Linked DNA regions of Mus musculus: all the other regions are linked to region 7. The links are chromatin contacts, called in public ChIA-PET, Hi-C, HiChIP or PLAC-seq and promoter capture Hi-C maps. All regions are on one chromosome and are shown on one strand. The core of a region is the stretch at or near the end of the contact, and the rest is flanking DNA. Distances in the headings are between cores, read along the strand shown. Region 1 has its middle 9.4 kb from the start of Gm35706. Region 2 overlaps Srgap3 (SLIT-ROBO Rho GTPase activating protein 3). Region 3 holds the start of Cav3 (caveolin 3). Region 4 overlaps Srgap3 (SLIT-ROBO Rho GTPase activating protein 3). Region 5 overlaps Srgap3 (SLIT-ROBO Rho GTPase activating protein 3). Region 6 holds the start of Srgap3 (SLIT-ROBO Rho GTPase activating protein 3). Region 7 holds the start of Rad18 (RAD18 E3 ubiquitin protein ligase).

Region 1 (3,287 bases), core at 270-2,769, 140 kb after region 7:
TGCACAGTGCACTGGTCCACAATCATGTTAACAACATGTTGGCTTAGTCACTGGGTCTTTATTCTGGCACCTAATAGTTTTGGTTCTGTAGTTTCTTGTTTACATGTCTTTGCTTCTTCAGTGGGCCAGAGTCTTCAGTGGCACAGTGGACATGACTGTTATCATTATTGCTCTAGAACCCAATCCACGACCTGTCCATTGGCTGAATGTACCCTTGCTGTTTTTTAGGAAACTCCCATTTTCTTCTCAGAATTCTACAAGTGGCCAACCTCTCTTTAAGTTAGTTTGCTTTACTCTTGCCCACAGGCACCCAAGGCAAGGCATGTTGGCTAAGGACAAAGGAATTTAGTCCTTTGCTCCATAGCAATTTTCAAAAAGTGATTTTGTAATTGTCTGGACTTGGCTGGCCAAGAACAGGGGATGAAGAAAGAAGCCATAAAGAGCATTCCTTTTTGCAGTGGAAACTGAACCGAGGACAGGGCCAGCAGCCAGGGAGTCAGTCTTTGCTCTCTGTACAGCCCTGTCTCATAGGTACTCTCTCCACTCTGACTTTTGGAGCATTCTAAGTCATCAATAAGTTCATCTGACTCTCCTGCTTAAATGGTTGGATGGATTTCCATGCCTTGGGGAGAAAATTCTTATAGTTTTTCAAATAGGCTTCCTGCCTGTTCCAGTCTCATTCCTGGCCCTTTAGAATTTGTTTCAAACCGTGAAAGAAGGAATCCACATTTGACAGTTAGTAGCAGGAGGCCATCTGTTCCCTCACCCACACACTTATCCAAACATTCATTTAAGAATCCATCAGGTATTATCCTCAGCCCTGGAAGACTCAAGAATGGAGATAAGCTGTCTCTGCCCTAGGGTGGGGCACGGCTGAGCAAGGGAGATGTGTACACAAGCGGCTCCAGGACAGAGTGATAGACATGATGGGCAAGATCTACCTGCAGGTACCAGAGAGCCGGCAGATCCAGTGGGCTTCTGGGAGACATTGAATGGTCAATAGAGGATGTAGATTTGATGCAGAAACTCATTACCAGGGTAAGAGGGAAGGGCTTGTGCGAAGCTCTGGGCACTTGAGGAATAGGAAGACTTTGGGGGATGATCACTGGGGCTTAGAGACAGGATTGGGGATAAGAGGGGAGGGGAAAGGAGGCCAGAATAGGAGTAACAAGGCCCACGAAGCTCTTAATTCACTTTGAAAAGCCATGAAAATGTTCTCCTCAGGACATGGACGTCCATTTTTATCTAGTCAGGAGAGTCAGATGATATTATTAATGATTTGGAAAGCTCCAGTCAGTGGAGAGAGGAGAAGAAACTAGAATCTTCCTTTTCTCATTTGTAACGTGTAGAAGTTGGCTATCTCTCCCACGTCTGCCAACTTAGGATGTCACGCACTCACCAGTGCTCTTTCTATCACTATTGTGCTTACAGTTTTCCAGGCCATGACAACCCTAGTCACTGCCCTGCCGAGGTCTTTTTCTTCCACAGGAAGCAGAACTCAGGGACAGAATGAAGACAAGCAGAAGATTAGAACAGGAAGCAGGGGTAAGCACAGAGGAAGCAGGTCAAGGTCAAGGAAAGCCAGCAGATCTGATAAGTGATGTGAATTACAGAAGGGAAATGGCTGAAGAATAACATATCAGCAAGCTTTTGCTGTGTAAGGAATCACTGCCCATCTTAGTGGCTTATGGTAGCTTTTGTGTTAAGATCCAATGGGAGGCCCTGCTGATCTGGGGCAGATTCAGTTGATCTCAATTGACCTGGCTTATGCTGGAAGGCTGGCTGAGGACTTGTTGGTCCCCATCTTTCTCTCAAGAATAACAATTGTCCAGATTTCAGCTGGAGCAGGGGAGCTCATAGGGTCACATGGTTTCCATTGACCAATGATCTTGTTTACATGGTGCTGTGGTTTGAATAAGTCATTTTGCAAGATTCATAGTAAAATTTTATGCCCAAGTTATATATACTATAGTGGGGTCTTTTAGGAAGTGATGCAGCCATTAAAGAGAAAGTCCCTCTCATCCATGAATGAGTGAATGAATGAACGAATGAATGCCCTTATAAAAGAAGCTTCAGAGAGCGCTTCTTTTTCTGGTCTTCCCTCCTTTCACTCTGAGGACACAGCATAAAGTTGCCATCTCAGAAGCAGAGAATGGCCCTGACCAAACCAACCTTGAACCTTCAGCTTGAACTTCCAGCTGCTACAACTGTGAGAAGTGTGTTTGTTCCTTATACATTTTGTTAGAGCAGCAAAAATGGAAAGTCATACACTGATGTTAGGATCCAGACAGAGACAGCAAGAGAGAGCATGCAATGGTCATACTGTGTCACAAGGCCCACCAAGTGTCGAGGATGGAGAGATAGACTCCAGCTGTCCATGGGAGATGTTGCAATGTACCTTTAGAGTTGGTCTAGACAGAAGGAGGAATGGAAGACTGGAACCATTTTTTCTTTCAGTTTATTTAAGCAAACCCTCTGGTTCACATTATTCACATCCCTCTCATATGTACATATGCTTATTCTCATCCTAGTTTCTTACCACCAATTTACATCAAATATGCCCTGGGCTTGAGATCTAAGGGCCTATGATTGTTTTCATGTTCCAACAAGACCTTTCTAATGTGGCTCTTCATCTGTGAAATCGTATTCCCACAGTGGTTACATGATCAGTGGAGCCTTTTGGGAACTGATGCAGCCATTAAAGGGAAAGACCAAGAAGGGAAGCCACCCAATTGACACATCCTGGAAGTACATTGATGTGAAAGAAGAAGGATAAATGGGATGCACCACAGTTGCTGAGAGAACCGGAAGGAGAATTGGACACAGATAGCTCTGGCCATAGAGATACTGAAACCTAGTTGGGCTCATGTTGAGAGGTCTTCCTGTGTAAGATGGGAATACGTCATCAGGTCTAAGTTTTGATTCTGCAAGTGACTGCCTGGTCTGTCTCTTTTCATCAGCTCTTGGGCCTTCTCTCAGAACAACTCCTTTGTATGGCCTTATTTGTCTCTAGGTTGCTTTCTCAACTCCATTCTTCTGCCCGGTGATCTCAGGGCCAGAGGCCGTTTGGCAGTGGAAATGATCTTGCATCACAGCTGGATCTTAGAGAAGACCAGCAACGTTGTCATGTAATAGCTTCACTGGAAGCCACATGAGTTGTTTATGAATCTGACTTAAGTCAAATATAGGTGACCAAAAATCACACCTAGAATTATTCCCCAGGTATCATTAGACATATCCATGGCTACTTTTGGTCCTTAAAAATTCCTCAGCGTCGTTTTTTTTCT
Region 2 (2,999 bases), core at 16-2,515, 230 kb before region 7:
CCTTAACAGTTCATAACTGTTGTATAGAGGTTTCTTGGTGCCATTTTGGGGACTGGTTGTGTGCAGTGTGGTTCTTGCACTTGACCAAGTCTGCATGGTAGCCTTTAGCTCCTAAAGTGCCTGGGGCGGAAAGGCGCCTCCCACCCCTTGCTGGGACTGGAACTCAGAGCTTCACAGATCCTGCTCTACCACTGAGCTACACCCTCAGCCCTGGGTGCTTTTTGAAAATAGGAATGTAATAATTAAATAGACTATTAAGTTATGAGGAAGGAAAAACACCTGTAGCATGTATATTACTAATAATTCTGTTAAAAATAAAAAGTATGTCTGTCTAGTTGGGTGTGTATGTAAAGGACCTGATGACTCTTCCTGATTGATAGGAGGCGTATCCTGGTGACTAGGCATGGGGGGAGCCGGACATGATATCAGTGACAGGACATAGTAGGAAAGGGGATTTGAAAAGAAACCTTCATAGTCTTCAATTTTGGTGGACTTCCAAAAGGGCATATCATTTTTTAAAACAGAAGCTTCACAGAATAAGGACTTTAATATCTATTTGTAACCTATTACTTATTTATTATGAACCACAGGGGATTAAACCTAGGAGTGAGTGCATGCTAAATGTGGGCTCTAACATCGAGTTCCTCTCCCAGGATCAAGACATTGAGTGAAAAAACTGCCCAAAAGAAAGCTCAGCCTTCATGTGAACTGTGAAGGGAAAGAAAGGACGGTCTGCCAGAGTTATTATCATCTTACTGAGTGCTTCGTTATATACTGTAAAAACGAAGGCAGAGATTAATCGTATTTCTCTGTTATTTCCCCACATAGTGAGAATATTCCCTCCCTTCCATACACTTTTTCAGAATTCTATAAGATAGATATAGGAATGGAAAGCCCACACCAGATCTTTTAACTCTGGTTTAAGACAGGGACTATGTAAGTGCTGTGAGCCAGAGCCAGGGACTAGCAGTCTATTCCTGGTCTGTCTTTCGGACGAGCCACATCTCCGTTCTCCATCGGGCACCTCTGGCTGTGAACAAAGGCCTGTCTGCCCTACATCGTAGTTGTTGTGAGGCTCAGATGATGTGGTTGTGAGAAGTGAACTCTACAGAAGAGTACACGATGCTCATTGTTTCTGGTTTTTTTTTTGTTTTTTTTTTTTTGTTTTTTTTTTTTTTGTTTTTTTTTTGGTCTGGTTCCTCCCCGGGACACGTTGCTGCTACACTGGCCTTGTTTATGTGTCTGTCTCCCCGTGAGCTCACTGAACACAGGAGCCTGGCTTTATTCATTCTTGAATCCTTGTATCTAGAGCTGCCACACAGGAGGCATTCAAAATAAGGTCTGGACTAGCTATCAAAGGCAAATAAAATAAAACTCTAAAGGAAGCACAAAGAATTCTGTGCAATCCTATGAAATGTTAAGATTGTTTTCTAGAAAACATAACCTTGTATTTCTTTAAAAGGATTTAAAAGATCAGTCTGAGTCCTCAGCAGAAATGACATTGCAGGGACCGAAGAAGGAACTTCAGGATGGAAAATGTAATTGGCCAGTTTTGTTAGGAGATAGTGACGCTCTCCCTCTCTAACCAATCATATGCCTGTGCAGTTTCCAGGAAGGAGAGAGCAGATGAGAAGAGCTCGTGAAAGGCAGATCCTGGTCCCTCCGGAGAAAGATCTCCCAAGAGACAGGAATGCCCCCCACCACACTTCCCAGTTTCAATCTTTGTCTGTCAGAGGGCTGGACAAAGCCTTCCCAGGGCTCCTCAGACAAAAGCCCTCCTCGGCCTTTCACTCCAGACTTTGGTGGTAAAAACATGTCTCCCACAAGTGGGCCAAATTCCATTTGCCTGACAAAGTTGGAAGCCTTGTCTGTGGCCTAGTGAGGGGCTCTATTGTCTTCAAGACCCTGATGATTGTTGTCCTGAAGGGCAATTGGGCCACTAGAGCAAATTCAGTGGAGTCCCTGGGGTAGGTCTGCTGTTAGGAAAGAGGCTCAAGCTCGGTTTGGAAACACTCATCTTCATTCTTGTGACACCACAAACCTGCAGTTTTTCTTATCTCTCCCTTACCAGTTGCTTAAGCCCCATTAGACAGGTTCACAATTGCTTAGACACATGCTGATTATTATCTTTTAGTTTTTTGAGACAGGGTTTCTCTGTGTAGCCTGGCTATCCTGGACCTCTCTCTGTAGATCAGGCTAGTCTTAAGCCCCAGGTATGCACCACCACTGTCTGGCAGTGCAGATTCTTGGATGCATTATACTTCACCTAAGTGAAGCCTCTAGTAGCCTGCCAAAGAGCTTTGTGTTGCTTGGGATTTTAATTGGATGCTTGGGTAAGGATGTGAGCATGCCTATCTAGTGTGAGTGGCAAGATGCCAACGAAGGCAGGCTTGGCACCGAGGCTCAGTGTCTTGATAAACTCATAATAAGTTAAACAATATGGTAAGTTAAACCAACCAACATTGCAGCCATGACCCGCCTACTTTAAATGTGTTCTGAACACCTACGGCGGCCTACAGTTGGTCAAAATTATCTAGCACAAAGCCTGTGTTGTAACAGAATGCTTAGTGCCTCATAGAATTTACTGAATGCTGGTATGTAGAAGTCTCTGCATTGCAGAATGTTGGTTTTCTCTAGTGATAACAGGGAGCCATGACTTTGCGCCACTGCCAAGCATTGAAAAACAGTATTGCCATACGACACATCACTAGCCTTGAGAAAGATCAAAATTCAAAATTACACGTAGGACTTCCTGCTGAGTTTCAGTTGTATTCATACCATGGTAACAAATCATCCCAGTCCGGGGCATGATTGCTGATAGTGACGTGAAGACAGTTGGCTGTGGGCCAGATCTGCTAGTTTCTAACTGTGTGACTTGGGGAGTCTTGCCACCCCTTGGATCCTCCATATCCTCATCTCTTAGATGAAGACAATAATCTGTCTAGATGAAATGATGTAATGCATAAAATCTCTAGCGCAGTGCTCTGCACACAGTAAGG
Region 3 (3,191 bases), core at 77-2,576, 240 kb after region 7:
TCTCTATAATGTCTGCCTAGCTTTTCTGTAAGCCGGGTACGGCTCTAGTGGAATCCTATAAAAACTACACATGTAACACTAAGCCACAGTGACTGTCATGCTGAGAGCACAGTCCTCACAATTATATTCAGAGCTCAGCCGCTGGAAGGAGTGACTGCAGTGCTGTGGATGGTTTGACAGTGCGCAGGGTGACTGTTCCGGGGCCACACTGCACCTGTAGTTCCACAGGCAGCTCTGGCCTGTGAGTCCCAGTACCTAGCCTGGATGCCCAGCTACTCTGGGGACTCTGAAGCTGGTGGCTGGGACTTTGCTCTGATGGGGTTCCTCTGGCATTTAGTTTAGACAGAGATTGAGTCATGGGGACCCAAGGCACTTAAGTATTCTTTTCTGGGTGCCTGCTGAGAGGCCTTTGCCTAGTCCTGGCTACTAGGCCTTGGCTGAAGCAGGGAGCTAGGGAGGCAGGGAACATGAAGGATGGCCTGTAAGGCTCATTCTGCTTGAGAGACAAATACTAGGCACTGCTGTGGGGCAACTAGTGTCTCTTGGAGGGGCCACTGATGAAGCTGGCCTCAGATTAACCCCAAGCCCACTATGGAGACAGCCTAAATGCTGCTGGCAAAGCAAAGCAACCACTTGGCCCAGGTTCTGTATCTTCCCAGTGACTCCTCTGGGGCCTGGGGCCAGAGCCAAGGGCAGGCACTTGGAGCTACTAGTAAGATGGCATTTTTGGTGTCTTCCCCTTAACACCATTATGAAGGTGGTTAAAGTTTTCTTCTTGCCTTGCTAAGGCCTGTACAACTTTGCCTGTTTGCTGGGGTTTGAAGAAGACAGTATCCAGGGGATTTTGGGGAGGCTGACTTCAAGTGTGTGAGGACCATGATGTCCCACTTGGGCACCGAGCCTACCTTCACAATGTCCTCATTGATGTTCTTGGGGTCGCGGTTCACCAAGTCTATCTCCTTGCAGTGAATGTCCTTGATGATCCGAGCTTCCAGATCCGTGTGCTCTTCGGTCATCATTGTGAGGCTGGGGCTCCTTCAGGAGGCGATCAGAGCCTTGTGGCTGGTATCGTTGATAGTCCTGGGGGCAGAAAGACCAAGCTTAGGGTCTCCAGACTGGTGCCGCTGCCGGCTAAATAGGCCCCACCCAGCATGCCGGCTGACAGCTGTCCTGCATAACTTCAGCCGGCCTCTAGTTAAAGCTGCTGGTGGCACGCCTCCAAGCTAAAATTAAGACTGGATGGCAGAACGCTCCTTAAAGGGGGCTGTGCAGGACATTGGCCTCACGCGAGAGGAGACCTGGCATTCCCTGCCAGCCACCAGGGCCTGGCCTTCCCGGTACTCTGTGGAGGCGGGCTGAGCAAACCCCTTGGAGTCCCTGGAATTTGCCGCTCTGCTCCACTCCATACTCAGGCTCCTCCCAGGAGCAGCTGCCCAAGAAGGGAGGTGGGCTCGGTCCCAGCTCTGTCTCTTGCTAGCTCCTGAGTGACCTTGGCACATGTCTCTTCTCTGGGCCACCATGACCCTATCTGTGACTAGAGATACTATAAGGACCAGAAAATAACCATCAAGAGTCTTCCCACCCTGGAGGAGAGGAGACTGGCTTTGTTAGGATTCTATTGGAACTGGAAATGTCTGCTAGATTCTCCTTACATTAGGGGTTTGCTGTAGTAGTTAATCACTGTGTGTAAACATTTTAAAATTACATTTATTTATTTATTTATTTATTTGCGTGCAAGTGAGCAGTACACAGCATATACATGGGGTCAGAGGACAACCCAAGGGAATCTGTTTTCTCCTTCTGCCACGTAGATCTTGGAAATCAAACTAAGGCCATGGGGCTTGGTGGCAGGCACCTTTACTTGCTGAGCCACCTCAGCAGTCCCACCTGGCAAACAGGTCTTCATGTTTGCACGGCAAGCACTTTATAGATGGAGCCATCTTCCCACTCCCAGTTCATCTCGACTGTCAGGTTAACTGGACTGAGACACCTAGGAGATTAGGAGAGCGCACCTCTGGAGCTGTCTGGGAGGGTGTTTCTGCAGATGAAGCCACTGATGGATTCACAACTGGAGTGGAGGATCTGGAGGTGCTGGAGGGTGGAATGCAGGCTCGAGAGGAGGAAGTCGGTCACTGGGAGCCGCATGTCTCTGAAGGGCAAATCTAGTCCTGGTTCCTGACTCTGTTTCCTGTCTTCTGTGCTGTGAGCTGCTCTGCCCTGATATGGATTTGTCATGGATGTGGAGATGCTTTCTCCTGCATTCCTCTCACCCTGACACCCACGACAACCTTGCTTTTTTGTGCCCTGGAAGGAAGAATTTACACCACAGCACAGGTGGGGCCGCCAAGTAGTGTAGGTTTGTTTTTAGCGCCCTAAGTGCTGAAAGGCTGAACGCATCCTGCAGAGTCTGTCTCTAGTGCCTGGGTTTGTAAGTCTTGTTCTACCATCTCAACCTATCTTGCTTACCTCTGGAGCGGTCCAGGTGGTCCCTTTCCTAGAACAGAGAGAGGCTTTCTTAGCCATTCTTACCCACAATCCAACCTGTTACAGGGAAACCAGGACTCTCTGTATAGAGGTGTAAATGCCTGTAGAGTTGTGAAGTTTACTAGAGAAAGGACATCAGTGTCTTTTACATGCTCCTCAGGGTGGCTTTGAAAGACAGCGGGACCAGCTTTGTTGTAGGTCCAGTTATAAGCCTCCCCTTTACCTTGTCCATGTTATTTTAGCAGGCTCTTCCACCCTAACAGTTGTTTTAAGTGTAACAGAATTCAGTGAGCAAAAGTTAACCTTTTCTACTGGAAGCTGTCTTTATTCACAGTGACACCAAAGGGACAAAGACCTTGCTCTGCTCTCCTGTGCCTTGGAGCAGGTCTGTGGTTTCCCCTGCAAGTGTGTGTGTGTGTTGGGCTTGGAATGAGACAAGAAGAAGAAGCCATGGCAAGGGTGGGGTAGGGTTGCTCCATTCTTGATGTATCAGACCGTGCCATGTTGGCACCTTGACATGGCTCTGGTTCCAGCTTTCAGAATGTACACAGGCAGTCCATCAGCTGGGGGGGGTGTCCCTTTCTCCACTTCCTAAGTCCATATTACAATTTAGCTCTTTTTTGAAACTCCAGCATATGATGGATAACAATGTTGAATCCTGGAGGCCAAGGCCTATGCATCTGTTAACCTACCCACCTACACACTCA
Region 4 (3,264 bases), core at 690-3,189, 210 kb before region 7:
GCCTCCGTAGGCTGACTCCGTGCGGGCCTCACACATAGAGAAATGATAACATATCTGTTCTTTTCCGTGTAGTTTTTTTCCCCTGAGCATAATGTTTTTGAAGTCCACTCAAGATTAACCTATGTTACAGCACATGTAAGTTTTTCACTGGTGAATAACATTCCAATTTAGGGTCTGCCTTATTTTATTTATTATCTGTGCACTTGTGTGGGGACATCTGGAGTGTTTCCAGCCTGGCTCTGTTAGAGTGATTCTGCTACAAGCAGTTGCTTACTTATCTCTAGGTGGACATATATTTCAGCGTGCATGAGTGTCTGGGGGAGAGAGAGTGTATCTTAACGATCATATCTTCAGACAAAACCCACTGATGGCTCTTTACTCGATAGCATACATTGTGCTATTTTGGACAAATATGTTTGCATCTATTGAATAGTGGTTTTGAAGGCTTTTATAGATCAACAGATAGAAAGCTTTGAAATTCCAGTAGCAATTTGTATAAGACAAATTGCTGCTACCCCTGGCACAATTATGACTGTCCACAGACTTGTCCAGTGTGGCGCTGGGAAGAAGGTTTGAAGCTTCCCAGCCTCGTAGGTGACAGTCTTGGTGGCACCTGCACCCCTCTCATCCTCTGGCAGGCACTGTTCCTTCATTTTCCATGGGGCTTGTTTAGCCTTTGTTTTGCTTTTGAAAGAAAAGATGTGTTCTAAGAAGTTGGTTCTAACCTTAGAGGACCCACTGTACGATTCCAACTTTAGTCTACAGCATATCCACCTCCAAGCCTGTTCACCATAGTTACGCTGTGCAGATATTCTGCTGGACATCTTTAAAGTCCTCAGTTCCATCAGGAAAAGAACCCTGGTCATATCTTACAGTATCATTTAGCAATGTGCAGTATCCCCAGGGGAGCCGAGAAGGTGAAAGAATGATGAGGAGAAAGCTGAGGAATGCTGTATGGCTGCAACCAACACGCATCTGGGTGACAGGGACACCTTTGCCAACTTTTTTTTCTTTCCCCTTTTATTTGCTTTGGTGTCACATAAACACAGTGGAATCAGAGAATGGTATCTGTGTATTTGTTGCCTCCCTGCTCCTTGCTGGTAACAGCACTGACAGTCAACTGAAGGCACACTGTGTGCTATTTGAAGGCATACTGTGTGCCGTTTGTTCAGCTTATCCTCAAGGTGGCTGTGGGCAAGGTACACTTACCTTCTCACAGAACAGATATAAGTACCTTGCTGTAAGCTTTACAGTAAACATTGAGCTGAAACTTTGGGTCAGATTTGCCCAACAGCACACCTGTTTTCCCATCATCCTCCTTGCCAAAAAGCATTGGGTGAACTGCCAATATTCTCCAACATCAGGGCTTAGGAGAAGGTCCAATATCCTCAGGAAGGTTCTGCAGTGAGAAGGTTGGCTTGAGCCTGACTGGCAGATCTCTGGTTTCTAGTCTTAGCCCTGCCTCCTCTCTCCGTGAGATTGTAGCATAGTTGTCTGTGGTCACAGGAGAAGAGATAGATAGTTAGATAGATAGACAGACAGATAGATAGATAATCTTATCTGTTGACCGGATAAAACCTGGGCTTGCCTTGGAGACAGGCCTCTGGACATGCATGTGGGAGATCATCTTGATTGGGTTAACAGAGGGAAGACAACCTACCCACTGTGAGTGGAACCATTCCCTGTGCTTAGACTCCAGACTTTCTTTTTATAAAGAAAGTGAGCGGAGGACCAGCACTCCCCTCTCTCTGCTTCTTGACTGCCCTGTGACTAGCTGCCTCTACATCCTGCTGCTGTGACTTCCCCACCATGGTGGACTGTAACCTGGAATTGCCAGAAGTAGCCCTTTCTCCTTGGGGTGTTTTATCATAGCAACATGAAGAGTTAGTCAGACAGAGAGGATGCTTCCCTAATCTCTTTCTAGGGCATGCCCCTCTTGGTCCTGTTCCACTCAGTCTGATTGCTTAAAGACTTCATTGCCTCTGGTATCTCATTCCCGGGGACCAAGCCAGAGCCCATGAGTGATGTTCAAGACCTAAACTCTAATATTCCTTCAAGGCTGAAGATTTTCCTTGGGTCTTGGGACACTGCTGTCTGCCCACTGAGGAAAATGTCCTCGTAGATGAAAACAGAAGAATGAATGCCTTCCTTCTCCCCAGCCTGGACCAACTGTGCAGTGCCACCCCAGCACCTGGCATCCCCTGGGAGCCTACCGAGGCCTCACTGGGACTGTTCCATAGTCAGTCTGGGCACATGTAAACACGTATCTGTGTATAGATACACACAGGGGGACCTGCATTTGCCACAACACAAAAGGACCCAGGAACATCATGTTGAGTGAAATGAGATAGATACAGAAAGAAAAATATATATAAAAAAAGTATATGAAATAAAAGAATGAAAAATACAGAGAAAGAGCCTACAAATCACTTGTGAAATTCTTCAAAAGCCAGCGGTACAAAAGTAGAGACTGAGACACCGGTGACCAGGAAGTGGGTAGGTGTGGTCATCAGGCAGAGAACAGAAAATAAGAGACGTGAAGGGCAGACGAGGCTGAGGTGGGCAGGGTAATTAGCAGGAGGGGGCCCAATAAGGAGCTCCCCACCAAAAAGGAATTCTATTAAGAATTTTGGTTAAATGAATAAATTTTAGCTGCTCTTATCACAAAAAAAGCAAATATTCAAGTGACAGGGATGTTAATTTGCCTCATGATAGTAAACTCTTAACTATAGATTTATCCCACCACAGCCTCTTGCAGAGCTCAAATATAGATAATACATCTTCTTCTGAAAAAGCTGCATTTAGCCTCCGAGCGGTGGTGGCGCACACCTTTAATCCCAGCACTTGGGAGGCAGAGGCAGGCAGATTTCTGAGTTCGAGGCCAGCCTGGTCTACAAAGTGAGTTCCAGGACAGCCAGGGCTACACAGAGAAACCCTGTCTCGAAAACAAAACAAAACAAAACAAAACAAAACAAAACAAAACAAAACAAAACAAAACAAGCTGCACTTCACAGAAGCAGCAGCTCAATGCCAAGTGCTGCAAACTCCTGCCTAGAACCGAGCCCAGCGCCACAGATAAGGACCCAGGCAGACGCCACTTGGTGAATGAGAGGAAGTCCTAGTTGGTATCCCTGGGCTTAGTTAGAAGGAAGTCAGCGTTTGAGCCAAAGTTATATGAAACAGTAACAAACATGAAAAATGAGGGGTTTAGATTATTGGAAGGGAACTTGGAGTTGGCTCGGTCAGAGTCCTCTGTCTCCCTGT
Region 5 (3,054 bases), core at 543-3,042, 170 kb before region 7:
AAAAATTTAGTCAGAGCAAGTATATATAGGGGTTTAATGGCTCTGTTAAAGATTTGGGCCTTTATCTTAAGAGCCAGGGCAAGAGGGCTGGAGAGATGGCTCAGTGGGTAAGAAGTACTTGTCTCCAAGGCTAATGACTTCAGTTCCATCTCCTGGGCCCACTTAGTGGGAGGAGACTCCTGAAAGTTCTCCTTTGTCTTCACATGTGAACCATGGCATGCTCCTCCAAACCAACCAACCAACCAACCAACCAACCAAATGAATAAATGTGATTAAAAAAAGAGCCAGCCATAGATGGGCTTATGGAAGAGAAGCCATATGATCAGGACTCTGGGAAGGGCAACGTCTAAGAGGCAAACAGAAGACAGAAGTGGGTCAGAAAGGGCACAGGCTGTGGGGACCAGAAAGATGGAGCGACTCACTGGGTGGCCTTTGTAGCTCACAGGGATGCTGAGGGAGGGAGGGTGTGAGGAGTAGAGGTGGGTTGGAGAAGGGCTCACTCCCCCTGGCATCCATGGAGCTGGGCAGGGCTCTGGAGCTGCCTGTTCTAATGGCTATCATGGTGGGTCCCCACAATGGCCTGGAAGTGTCTCCTACAGTCCCATGTATCACATACAGGCTTGTAGAGTGATTGGAAGATGTTGGAGCCTTCAGACGTGGGGCTTGATGGGAAGTCTTCAGGTCACTGGGGGAATGTTCATGAATAGCAGACTGAGATCTGGACCCTTCTGTCCTTGCGTTTGCTTCTTGATTACAATATGTTGAACAAATTTCCTTTCCCACCACATGCCCCTATCACGATGTCTTGCCACCTCTAAAGCCCTGAACTAGGGCCAAGTGACCATGCACTGAAACTGTGAGCCCAAATAACCTTCCCTTTATTAAGTCGACTCTCTCTGATATTTTATTATAGTAATGAAAAACTGACTGACAACAGTGGCTTACCAAGCATGGGTATTTTCTCAAAGTCAGATAGTGTGACCTTCCCTTCCCAAGGGGAGGCCCTTCTGTCCCTCTGAACGTAGTGCTAAGTACTGCCAGAGGACTCAGGGACTCAGAATCCTCCCCACCCAGCAAGGCTTGGGCTTCCATAGTCCAAATGCCAGCTTGTCTGTGAATTTCCAGTGGGAAATAACAGGTGTTGCTGGCTCAAGAACCAGTGAGTTTGTGAAACTTCACTTGCCTGGAGGCCAGGCCAGCACGGGCACAGAGACAGGGAAAGGGAGAGTTTCTGTAAGGATGCCACGTGTAAAGTGAGCAGCCAGCACCTGGAATAGCAGGTGTGTATTCAGTGGGAACCGTGGCGGTGCAAATTCCTCAGACATCAGATGGGGCTGGACGCTGCCTCTGTTTTCCTGACTGCAGAAACAAGCTCTTTCCGTGTGTAGGGATGAGGGTCAAGTAGTGTGACAGCCTGGAAGTTGAGGGTCCAAGCTTAGCTACAACAGCAGTTGCTGGGTGACCAGTTGTCCCTAATGTATGTGGTAGATTACAGTGTCTAAATGTACAGGCCCTTTAAAAGGCCTGCTAGGTTTCAAACCCTGCTGGGTTATTTACTAACTATGAGGCCTGTGATGGTAAAACAGAAATACTCGAAGCTTCTGGGAAAGTTGGAGACATCACTTGGAAGGCACCATGATGGTACATTGTAAAGTGCCTTGAATAATGTGTGTGTGTGTGTGTCAGTGGAAACATAACTGTCAACCCCAACTTCCTCATATGTAAAGACGTGAGCTGAGTCTATGCTTGTGGTGACAGTGACAAAGATTTCCATGGTGATAGTCAGTGTCTCCGGCTGATGTGTCTCACTGGTGCTATTCTAGGGTCTTTGACTCACCCAGTCCTCAGTGCATAGGCCTCTGTTAAACTACCTGTGGCAGGCAGGGCCACCAAGGCGCGACTACTGTATAGGTCAGGCCAGGCTGATGGCCAGGATCATTACGTCTGGAAGGTCTTCAGGGTCTTCATCCCTGTTCCTATGGGCCCACCTGACCTCCCTACTCTTCCTCTGATAATGGCAGCCACCCAGCTGAGCCTGGCAGCTGAGTGGCCTAAATTTAGCCCTCTGGCTTTAGTGGTGAGCCACAGGAAAAGACCAAGGGGAAAACCAACGGGCTCTACATTTTCAAAATACCTACCCTGCAGACCATAAGTGCAGCAAATGTTAGGCCAGCAGAGGGGCCTACGCCCTCTGCTTGTTTTTGAGGGAGGCCTGGCAAACAATCTTATTTCCTTCTCCTTCATCTTCCCCGGTTGAGCTGCCGTGGAGAATGGCCAGTCGGAAGTGGTCTCTCCCCTGGGAGAGGGTGCTGGGTGGTGGGAGTACCCCTGTGGCTGCTGATTGGTTTGGCTGGGTCTGCCCTGGGTTTGGCTCACACAGTTGGGCCCCTGGCATGAGAGCTCTGGCCAGCTTGTCTCAACAGGGTGTCTGCTTTAGGGAGCCTGGTCAGATGGAGGCTTGGGGCAGATGATGCCCACAAAGCTGTCTGTGTTACTGAACCCTTGAGCGCCCTTACCTATATAGATGCACTTAATTTTAACCACCTAAGGAGAGAGGGAAGTCTCCATCTTCCTTTTATGTGGAAGTGGAAGCCCAGGCAGGATGGGCCCCATTTTCAAAAACCACACAGTGGCTCATCAAATAAGTATCTGGGGATGAAACTCAGCCTGCTCGTGTAGCCTGTCCACCCATCACTGCGGGGACTGCCTGTTACAATAGTGTTCAGACATTTTTACACACATTTTTCATCTGAAGCCTCAGTATATTAGGAGGTAGAAACTCTGATTGATCCTACTGTATAGCTTTAGAACTAAGGCTCATAGGGCCTTTCTCCTCACCCAGGGTCTTGACGGGGCCTCCTGGAATGATGAGGACAGCCATATTGATTTTGGGGCTGTGGGGCTCCTGCTCCTTTGCTGTGTCCAAAGCCATTGCGCCACATGTGTGACCTGCTGTTAGCTGTTTTCAGGCCACTTCCCCGGCCTGGAAGCGTTGTCCTCACTGGTTTATCCTGGGTGCTTTATCACCATGGTCTGCAAGTAAAAGGGAGGGCA
Region 6 (3,242 bases), core at 326-2,825, 250 kb before region 7:
CTCCTAGAAGAGACAGGAAGGAATCTGGTTAGCTGCATATTCACATTCCAGGGCATAGGACACTAACTCCACTTTTCTCTGAGGATCTAGGCTTAAGGCAGGTTAATCTCTGAGCATATCTTCCTCTAATGACACTTGTGGCTTCTGCATAGCAGAGGGCCTACATGTCCCTGGGAAGGGTGAGGCAGGAGGATGTGGGCTGTGGCATCTGCTTATGAACTCTGTAACCTCCTCTTTCTGTGTCCAGAGCTATAATAAGCCTATGATTCACCAGGTGAACTGCTCAGGCAGCTGCTGTGCATTCCCCAACTGAGCCCTTGGTGCTCACCCACTGATCACTAGGCGGGAGGACCCTGTCTCACTTTACCTACCTCTCCAGACCCGTTCTAGCTGCATACTCTCTTGGGGAGCCCTTAGAGGCTGGTACGGATAACCTGTTCATTTCTAAACCCAAGCCAAATCACATGTTGGGCCATTCCAGAAGGACAAGTGGAAGGTGGTACCTAGTTTGAGAAAGTTATGGAAGTCTCTTTCAGTGAACTCTTGGGGGACAAGACACTCTCATGACAGTTTATTATCAGGCATCCTATGGTACTTGATGCCAGTTTGACCTACCACACTGAACTATTTGAAATGCCAATGAAATTAGGACTCTCTAATGAAATGCTGGAGACTCCTACTGAGTCTTTACTACTGGTGGGTTTTGTTGTCTGGGTTGGAATGCTGGCACCCTGGTAAGTCATTTTCCACTTATATATAATGTAGCCCCTAGGATGCTGGGGTTACCATAGTTGCTACTATTTATAGGGAGCTTACTGTGTACCTAGGTACTGAGCCAAACTGTTTCTGTTCATACTCCATCTCCCAAAAGCTCTTTACATTTGAATCCCCCCGCTCTGTAATATTTTCAATTCTTAGCACTTGTCATTTTTACCCATTCTATCATTCAGCGTGTAGTTAAATTCTGTTGTACTGTCATATGGTGCTTCTTGCCTTTATAACGCCAGTGGGCCCTTTAGTAAGCTTTTTGTATGTATTTGTTGAAATTGTCCATTAAAGAGTCTCCAAAGAGAGCTTATTTTACTGGTAAAGGAACTAAGACGAGGGAGTCAGAATGGCGCTGTCCCACCTTCTCTGAGCCTGAAGGCAGCCCTGTCTGCCAGATCTCTCTGCAAAGCTGAAACCTCTGGCACTGTCCCTGTTATCAAGTAATTCTTTCAAAAATAGTGGCCTCTCCTGCATGCATCAGACTCTGCCAGAGTCTCAGGCAGAGTGACAACTCGTCATATAGTTGCTAGTTTGAGCACGACGCAAAGAAAAGAATCTTTCTGTGTTTGTTAGAAAATCTCCAGCCTAACTACTACTAGCTCGAGTTTGCAGGAGCCTCCCAGGCCTTCCCAACCTGATTTCCCCCTCCTGCCGCCTTCCCTTTTGTGAGCGTTTCTTCCCCTTTTTGCTTGCAGCTAGTTCAGCTCTCCTGTAGGCTACAATGTGTCAGTTGTTATAAAATCCGGGAGGCGGAGTCTAGTGACGAGGGCGGTGGGGGAGAGCTCAGCCAGCCCTGCAGGGTGAGCAGTCCAGCCCTGGGTCCAGCGGAGCTAAAACGCTACAGCCGGGAAAACTTCCACCTCCCTCTCCTGGTTTTGATCCTCACCGTCCAGCAGACCCGAGGCGCCGATCGACCGGAGGGAGGATGAGAGATGACCGGTCCTTTGGCAACCTGACCATTTCCTTAGCAGAGCCTTCCAAAGCGAACCGGAGACTGGCCACACGACCCAGGAGGCGCCGCGCCTCTTGTGGATGTGTGTGTATGAGTGAGCAAGCGGGTGTGTGTGTGTGAGTGAGGGTGTGTGTGTGTATGCGTGTGTGTGTGTGTGTGCGCGCGTGTGTGTATGCGCGCGCTTGTGGTGTGGATGGGTGTGTGCACAGCACAATTGCGTGGAAGCGTGTCTGGGTGAGCGTGTGTGTGCACTCGTGAATGTGTTTGTGTGTGTGTGTGTACGTGTGTGTGTGTGTTTGTGTGTGCTCTTGGCTGCTATTATTATTATTTTGGAAGAAAAATCCTGGAAATCTGGGGCAGGTTATGGTACTCCCAGGGTGACTTCTTTTGCAAGAGGAGCTGACCAGAGCAAGCCACTAGAGCCATTTCCCTGCCAGCAGAGAGCATTTTCCTCCCAGAAGAAGGATTTCAACCCCGGGGCTCTGTAGCCAAGTAAAAGAGATTAGCCCTTGAAACCTGTGAAATCGACCATTGCTGTGTGATTACCCAGGCTTGGGAGAGGACTTGGAGAGAGAAGGAGAAATAGATCAAACAGCCTGTCAGTTCTCTTTGCCACGTCGGAAGATGTCATCTCAAACTAAGTTCAAGAAAGACAAAGAGATCATTGCTGAATATGAAGCCCAAATAAAAGGTGAGTGGTGGGGCCGAGGGACTTTGCCTTCTCTCCGTCCCCTTGTCTCTCCCTCTGCTGTCTCTTCCTTCGCCTCCCTGCCTTCTTGAGAAGTTGCTATGCAGCAATAATCTTATTGTAAGGAGGAAGGACCGGGTGCTGGCTGCACAAGTCCAGACTGGCTCCCACTGCAGATAGTGCCTGGGCTGGGAGCGTGAATTACAGAAAGGGCAGAAATCTCTGCATTGCAGGTGTGTGAGGAAGGGACTTTAGGAGTGTCGCCGGTACTCCATCATCTTGGCAGTGATATGTCACTCTAAGGCCATTTTGACAGTCAAGGCCTCCTCCCCCTCACTCCCATCGAGAAAGCCCTTTGCTATTTATGTATATATTTTTTGATCTGCTCTCCCCATCCCTTCTTTTGGCTTTTGTGGGTGGTTGTTTTTGCCTCTGCTGCCTTCTCTGGGCTGAAATTCAAATGCATGAGTATGGGCTGCGGGGGGTGGGGGTGGGGTGGGGGGGTGGGGGGGGTGCATCGCATCCTTAAGTAGCCCTTCTTTGTCAGCATTTCTTGCCTGGTCTGAGTTGCCATGGATTAACTGTTATGGGACATATTGATCCAGACTAATGCAGGCATTTAAGCATAAAGAGAGAGTTCTGTGCCGAAAATGTATTATCTTCCAGCGTGCAGCCTGGTCCTTCTGTACACCGGTGTTTCGGGTCATCAGCTTTGGTTAAAAGCCAACACCTCAGTGTACGATTTGGACTGGTAGGTGCCGCTTGGCTCCCGTGGTTCTGGGAAAGTCTGCCTGCTAGGAGAGTGAGATGCCCTTTGGGTGCTGGTTCCAGCTT
Region 7 (3,302 bases), core at 396-2,895:
CATGTGAGTACTCTCCCCTGATGGGTTGGTACAAATCCACCTTGCATCTAATCTGCCACCTGCCCCTCCGATGTTCCCAGAACTATCCAGCAGCACCCAACTCAACCTAGAGTTCATGTGAGTACTCTCCCCTGATGGGTTGGTACAAATCCACCTTGCATCTAATCTGCCATTTACCTCCTGGCTGCCGACTTGCTAGATTCAGTGTCTGAATCCTCTTGCTGTTCTGACACTGGGTTCCGTATCTGCATGCGGAAAGAACTGTCTTGACCAGACAGACTCTTATGAGACGATTCTGTGGTAGTTTATATGCTCAAAAGCCCAACATCCTGAGTTCAAGCCCTGCTTCTACTTAGCTGCAGAATGCTCTGCACCAATTACCCATTTTTCTTTCCTTTGAATAATGAGTAAACCAAGTAAGTGCATGATGCAAAAACAAAACAAAACAAAACAACCCAAAGCCACAGGAGTGCTTTGAATACAGGTGGTCTAATATGTGTTAGCTATTACTGTAATAAGTAAACTATCACCTAAATGTTGTTTGTGTTGGTGTTGCACAGTTCATCTGTGACTGTAGGCTAGGAAAAATTAATTGGCTCAGATTACAGGGATTATTTTATGATAAAAACTCAAAAGAATGAATTCCTAACCTGCTGGGTTTTAGTCTTCACACCTGTAAAGTGTCTGTAACAGCCACATCTCTCCCCCTACTTTCCAGGAGAGCTCACATGCCTGGTCCATTGTAAGTCTTCAAAACATACATGTTGAATCGGTGAATGTGTGGGCCACCGGGGTATCAGTGATACCGCAAGCTTCGGGATTCTGTCTTGCGAGTCATCTGGACCAACTTGTGGCCCCTGAGACCTAGTACAGCGGAGGCCCACAGAAGGCAGAAGATGAGTGCTGAACTGAGTAGCCAGGCTGGCTGTGTGTTGGTCAGCGTTCCACATCCAGATAATGGAGCTCTGGTTAAATGAGCCTAAAAGGAACCTTTCTGGAGACAGGTCCGGGAGATAAGGCGTCACCTGGGAGATGGAAGAGGGTGAGGAGCCTCTCAAGTAGATGGAGTAATTTGATAAAAAAGAATGTGGGTTCCTGTTAAACTGATTTAATAACACTCTTTGCTAACACTGGTCCTTTTATACATGGGGACTATCTGAGAACTAAGTGCCAATATTAGCCGTGGTTACCTTTGAAGAACAGAGGCTCTATGTGGCTCTCGTGGATGCTTACAGAAAGAGGAGTTGAGACAGAAGTGTAACTTTAGATATTTTCAAGGAGCAAGACAGATCTCTAAAGCAACCAGAGATTACTACCTGAAGAGGGAAGACCTGAGCCTAGATCTTGAACTCTCTACCAAGGCTTAGGCTTCATTTGGTTTCTTTTTCCTAATATTCAATCACCTTCCGGAATCTTTTGTTTATTCATTTTATAAGACAGATTAAAGCTGCTTTTAATCTTTCACTTATCTTCTTGTCTCTCGGGATCCAAGAGGTCCAAACGCCTGCATCGCTCCAGGCTACGCCCTGGAATGTCTCACTTTTTCCCCTTCGGTCTTCCGAAGCCGCTAACGTCCAACGCACAAGAACTACAGCTCCCAGCATGCCGTGCGCTCGCCGCGAGCGCGCCGCACGTAGCTGACGTACGGTGTAGCGCGGGGAATTTCGAGTAGAGGAGCTGCGTGGCGGGCCGGTAGCTGGCGGTCTCATCAGGTGCGGCCATGGAGGTCCTGGCCGAGCCGCGATGGCCTCCGGGGTTGGCGGTGATGAAGGTGAGTGTCGGGGGAAGGCCGGGGCGCGGACGTCGTCGGTGCGAACAGGCACCCCGGTCCGCGCGCCGCCGCCTCGGCCCTAACCTGGCCTCGCGACGCCGGTCCTCAGTTTCCAACCCCCGAGACGGTCCGGGAACGCGCCGCGGCCCTGCGCAGTCAGCCTTAGGTCGCCGCCCTAACGAACCGGATGTTTTGGGTTTCTGTCACTATCACCGCGTCTCCCCGTAAAGTAGTGTCAACGATGGTGACATCACATCCTACGAGGACTCCTGTGTTAACAGTGACACCACTCGTGATTTGTGTGGACGTTGCATCGGATGACATTTTATAATCAAGCAGTATAGCAGAGGGTCCGCTTATCATGGTTTTCCATTTCTGGCTGTGGTCCAGAAGTCCTCCACGTTCTTAACACACTGCATCCGGCTTCCCTGCCTAATGTGCCCTCCATGACTCAATAATGACGCATCTCTCTTTATTTAACTTTTATTTATTTTATTAATTTAGGAGACGAGGTCATACCCTGTAGCCCCTGGCTCACATCTTTTTAAAAGAGAGACCAGGACCTAGACCCAGCGCTTAGCCTTTCCTTTTAAGGAATTATTGCATACTGAATTATCTCCCTTAAATAACATTTAGTAGGATGTGTTGTTTGTTTGTTTGATTGTTTTTGAGACAGGGTTTCTTTGTGTAGCCTTGCTCTTGTAGGACCAGGCTGGCCTTGAACTCAGCGAGATCTGCTTGTCTGCCTCTGCCTCCCAAGTGCTGGGATTAAAGATGTGTGCCACCTCTGCCCATCCGGTGGATGTTTTTTGTTTTGATGTTTGTTTTCTACCAAGATTGGGTAGCCCTCCTGCCTCTGTCTGCTGAGTGCAGCAGGCTTACGTTGTATCTGTTATAACCTAGACGGTTTCCCTATGACAGTTGGTTATTCTTTGCTTTTATAATTGTTGTTTTTTGAGACAGGGGTTTTTTTGGATATCCTTGGCTGTCCCGTAACTAGCTCTGTCCTCTGAGTGCAGGCTTTTTCCTTCTGTTCTTACAAACAATGCATCTATTACAACCTGAACATTTCCCTTCCACAACTGATTATTGTTTGTTTTATTTTGTGTGTGTGTGTTGTTTTTTGAGACAGGCCTCCTTTGTTGAATCCCTGCCTATCCCAGAACTAGCTCTGTAGACCAGGCTAGCCTAGAACTCACAGACCTCAATGCCTCTGCCTTCCAAGTGCTGGGATTAAAGGCATGTGCCACCACTGCCCAGCACAAGCAGGTTTTTATAGCTATGTAATGTTTCATATGGACTGTAAATGACAACTTTTTGGTTTGTGTTTGGCTTTATGACGGGCTCCTTATGTAGTAGTGCAGGTAGGCTTGAAGCTTGGATACTCCTGCTCCTGCCACTGAAGTGTTAAGATTAAAAGTAGGTACTCCCTTGGTTGTATTTGCTTATATTTACATTAATTATTCTAAAGAATTATTTATTTTATTTTTCGCATTGAGTGCTTTACCTACTTGTATGTATATGCACTGCA

Evidence for each region. Promoter capture Hi-C pulls out the DNA fragments that hold promoters and counts their contacts. A called contact is a pair of places that touch in the nucleus more often than the background predicts. ChIA-PET counts read pairs in DNA pulled down with a chosen protein or histone mark. HiChIP or PLAC-seq counts read pairs in DNA pulled down with a chosen protein or histone mark.
Region 1: a contact with region 7 is called in a Hi-C map of the MNK3 cell line, with 4 times the contacts expected there. The contact joins the enhancer-like site here to the promoter of Rad18 in region 7. A contact is called at or near these places in 3 of 39 promoter capture datasets (3T3-L1-derived adipocytes, HPC-7-derived erythroid cells and embryonic stem cells), 10 of 484 Hi-C or Micro-C datasets (the MNK3 cell line, cerebral cortex, embryonic stem cells and 2 more), 4 of 115 datasets of contacts at active chromatin or transcription factors (bone marrow-derived macrophages and embryonic stem cells) and 1 of 9 other capture datasets (pancreatic islet).
Region 2: an H3K4me3 HiChIP or PLAC-seq map of stem cell-derived neural progenitor cells shows a contact between it and region 7, with 4 times the contacts expected there. The contact joins the enhancer-like site here to the promoter of Rad18 in region 7. A contact is called at or near these places in 8 of 39 promoter capture datasets (the 3T3-L1 cell line, 3T3-L1-derived adipocytes, the C10 cell line and 5 more), 5 of 115 datasets of contacts at active chromatin or transcription factors (the NIH/3T3 cell line, embryonic midbrain, embryonic stem cells and 2 more) and 4 of 9 other capture datasets (adipose tissue, embryonic stem cells, liver and 1 more).
Region 3: a promoter capture Hi-C map of hippocampal neurons shows a contact between it and region 7, with 4 times the contacts expected there. The contact joins the promoter of Cav3 here to the promoter of Rad18 in region 7. A contact is called at or near these places in 6 of 39 promoter capture datasets (3T3-L1-derived adipocytes, embryonic stem cells, frontonasal cranial neural crest and 3 more).
Region 4: a contact with region 7 is called in an H3K4me3 HiChIP or PLAC-seq map of the 230-238 cell line, with 5 times the contacts expected there. The contact joins the enhancer-like site here to the promoter of Rad18 in region 7. A contact is called at or near these places in 9 of 39 promoter capture datasets (the 3T3-L1 cell line, 3T3-L1-derived adipocytes, the HPC-7 cell line and 5 more), 5 of 115 datasets of contacts at active chromatin or transcription factors (the 230-238 cell line, bone marrow-derived macrophages, embryonic basal ganglia and 1 more) and 1 of 9 other capture datasets (liver).
Region 5: a contact with region 7 is called in an RNA polymerase II ChIA-PET map of memory CD8 T cells, with 36 read pairs. The contact joins the enhancer-like site here to the promoter of Rad18 in region 7. A contact is called at or near these places in 6 of 39 promoter capture datasets (the 3T3-L1 cell line, the C10 cell line, embryonic stem cells and 2 more), 4 of 484 Hi-C or Micro-C datasets (LSK cells, the MNK3 cell line, myocytes and 1 more) and 5 of 115 datasets of contacts at active chromatin or transcription factors (the 230-238 cell line, craniofacial prominence, double positive thymocytes and 2 more).
Region 6: a promoter capture Hi-C map of stem cell-derived epiblast-like cells shows a contact between it and region 7, with 7 times the contacts expected there. The contact joins the promoter of Srgap3 here to the promoter of Rad18 in region 7. A contact is called at or near these places in 23 of 39 promoter capture datasets (the 3T3-L1 cell line, 3T3-L1-derived adipocytes, the C10 cell line and 13 more), 1 of 15 datasets of contacts at CTCF or cohesin (embryonic stem cells), 47 of 484 Hi-C or Micro-C datasets (the C2C12 cell line, CD8 T cells, the CH12 cell line and 25 more), 30 of 115 datasets of contacts at active chromatin or transcription factors (the 230-238 cell line, DN3 thymocytes, the NIH/3T3 cell line and 17 more) and 5 of 9 other capture datasets (adipose tissue, embryonic stem cells, liver and 2 more).

What each region holds. Positions count from the first base shown.
Region 1 is chr6:112,554,068-112,557,354 of GRCm38.p6, reverse strand. No RefSeq gene overlaps it. Among named protein-coding and RNA genes, the nearest start is that of Gm35706, 9.4 kb to the right of the region's middle. Within about 2 kb of position 1,519, at least 12 of the 459 cell types and tissues checked have an H3K27ac peak or open chromatin away from gene starts, as enhancers often do. A contact at or near this core is called in the MNK3 cell line, where this site is marked.
Region 2 is chr6:112,928,872-112,931,870 of GRCm38.p6, reverse strand. The region is part of intron 1 of Srgap3 (SLIT-ROBO Rho GTPase activating protein 3); the gene reads left to right. Among named protein-coding and RNA genes, the nearest start is that of Srgap3, 17 kb to the left of the region's middle. Within about 2 kb of position 1,265, at least 102 of the 459 cell types and tissues checked have an H3K27ac peak or open chromatin away from gene starts, as enhancers often do. A contact at or near this core is called in adipose tissue, second pharyngeal arch cranial neural crest and stem cell-derived neural progenitor cells, where this site is marked.
Region 3 is chr6:112,457,640-112,460,830 of GRCm38.p6, reverse strand. It overlaps Cav3 (caveolin 3), which reads right to left and starts at 1,326. Exons shown (of 2, transcript NM_007617.3): 1 at 906-1,326. The coding sequence starts at 1,019. All of the region lies in intron 1 of LOC115490429 (a long non-coding RNA gene), which reads left to right.
Region 4 is chr6:112,905,091-112,908,354 of GRCm38.p6, reverse strand. The region is part of intron 1 of Srgap3 (SLIT-ROBO Rho GTPase activating protein 3); the gene reads left to right. Among named protein-coding and RNA genes, the nearest start is that of Srgap3, 41 kb to the left of the region's middle. Within about 2 kb of position 1,939, at least 8 of the 459 cell types and tissues checked have an H3K27ac peak or open chromatin away from gene starts, as enhancers often do. A contact at or near this core is called in the 230-238 cell line, where this site is marked.
Region 5 is chr6:112,860,804-112,863,857 of GRCm38.p6, reverse strand. The region is part of intron 1 of Srgap3 (SLIT-ROBO Rho GTPase activating protein 3); the gene reads left to right. Among named protein-coding and RNA genes, the nearest start is that of Srgap3, 85 kb to the left of the region's middle. Within about 2 kb of position 1,792, at least 108 of the 459 cell types and tissues checked have an H3K27ac peak or open chromatin away from gene starts, as enhancers often do. A contact at or near this core is called in the 230-238 cell line, LSK cells, the MNK3 cell line and 4 more, where this site is marked.
Region 6 is chr6:112,945,599-112,948,840 of GRCm38.p6, reverse strand. It overlaps Srgap3 (SLIT-ROBO Rho GTPase activating protein 3), which reads left to right and starts at 1,575. Exons shown (of 22, transcript NM_080448.4): 1 at 1,575-2,411. The coding sequence starts at 2,345.
Region 7 is chr6:112,695,013-112,698,314 of GRCm38.p6, reverse strand. Rad18 (RAD18 E3 ubiquitin protein ligase) reads left to right here and starts at 1,645. Exons shown (of 12, transcript NM_021385.2): 1 at 1,645-1,771. The coding sequence starts at 1,721. Gm35824 (a long non-coding RNA gene) reads right to left here and starts at 1,647. Exons shown (of 2, transcript XR_377964.4): 1 at 60-1,647.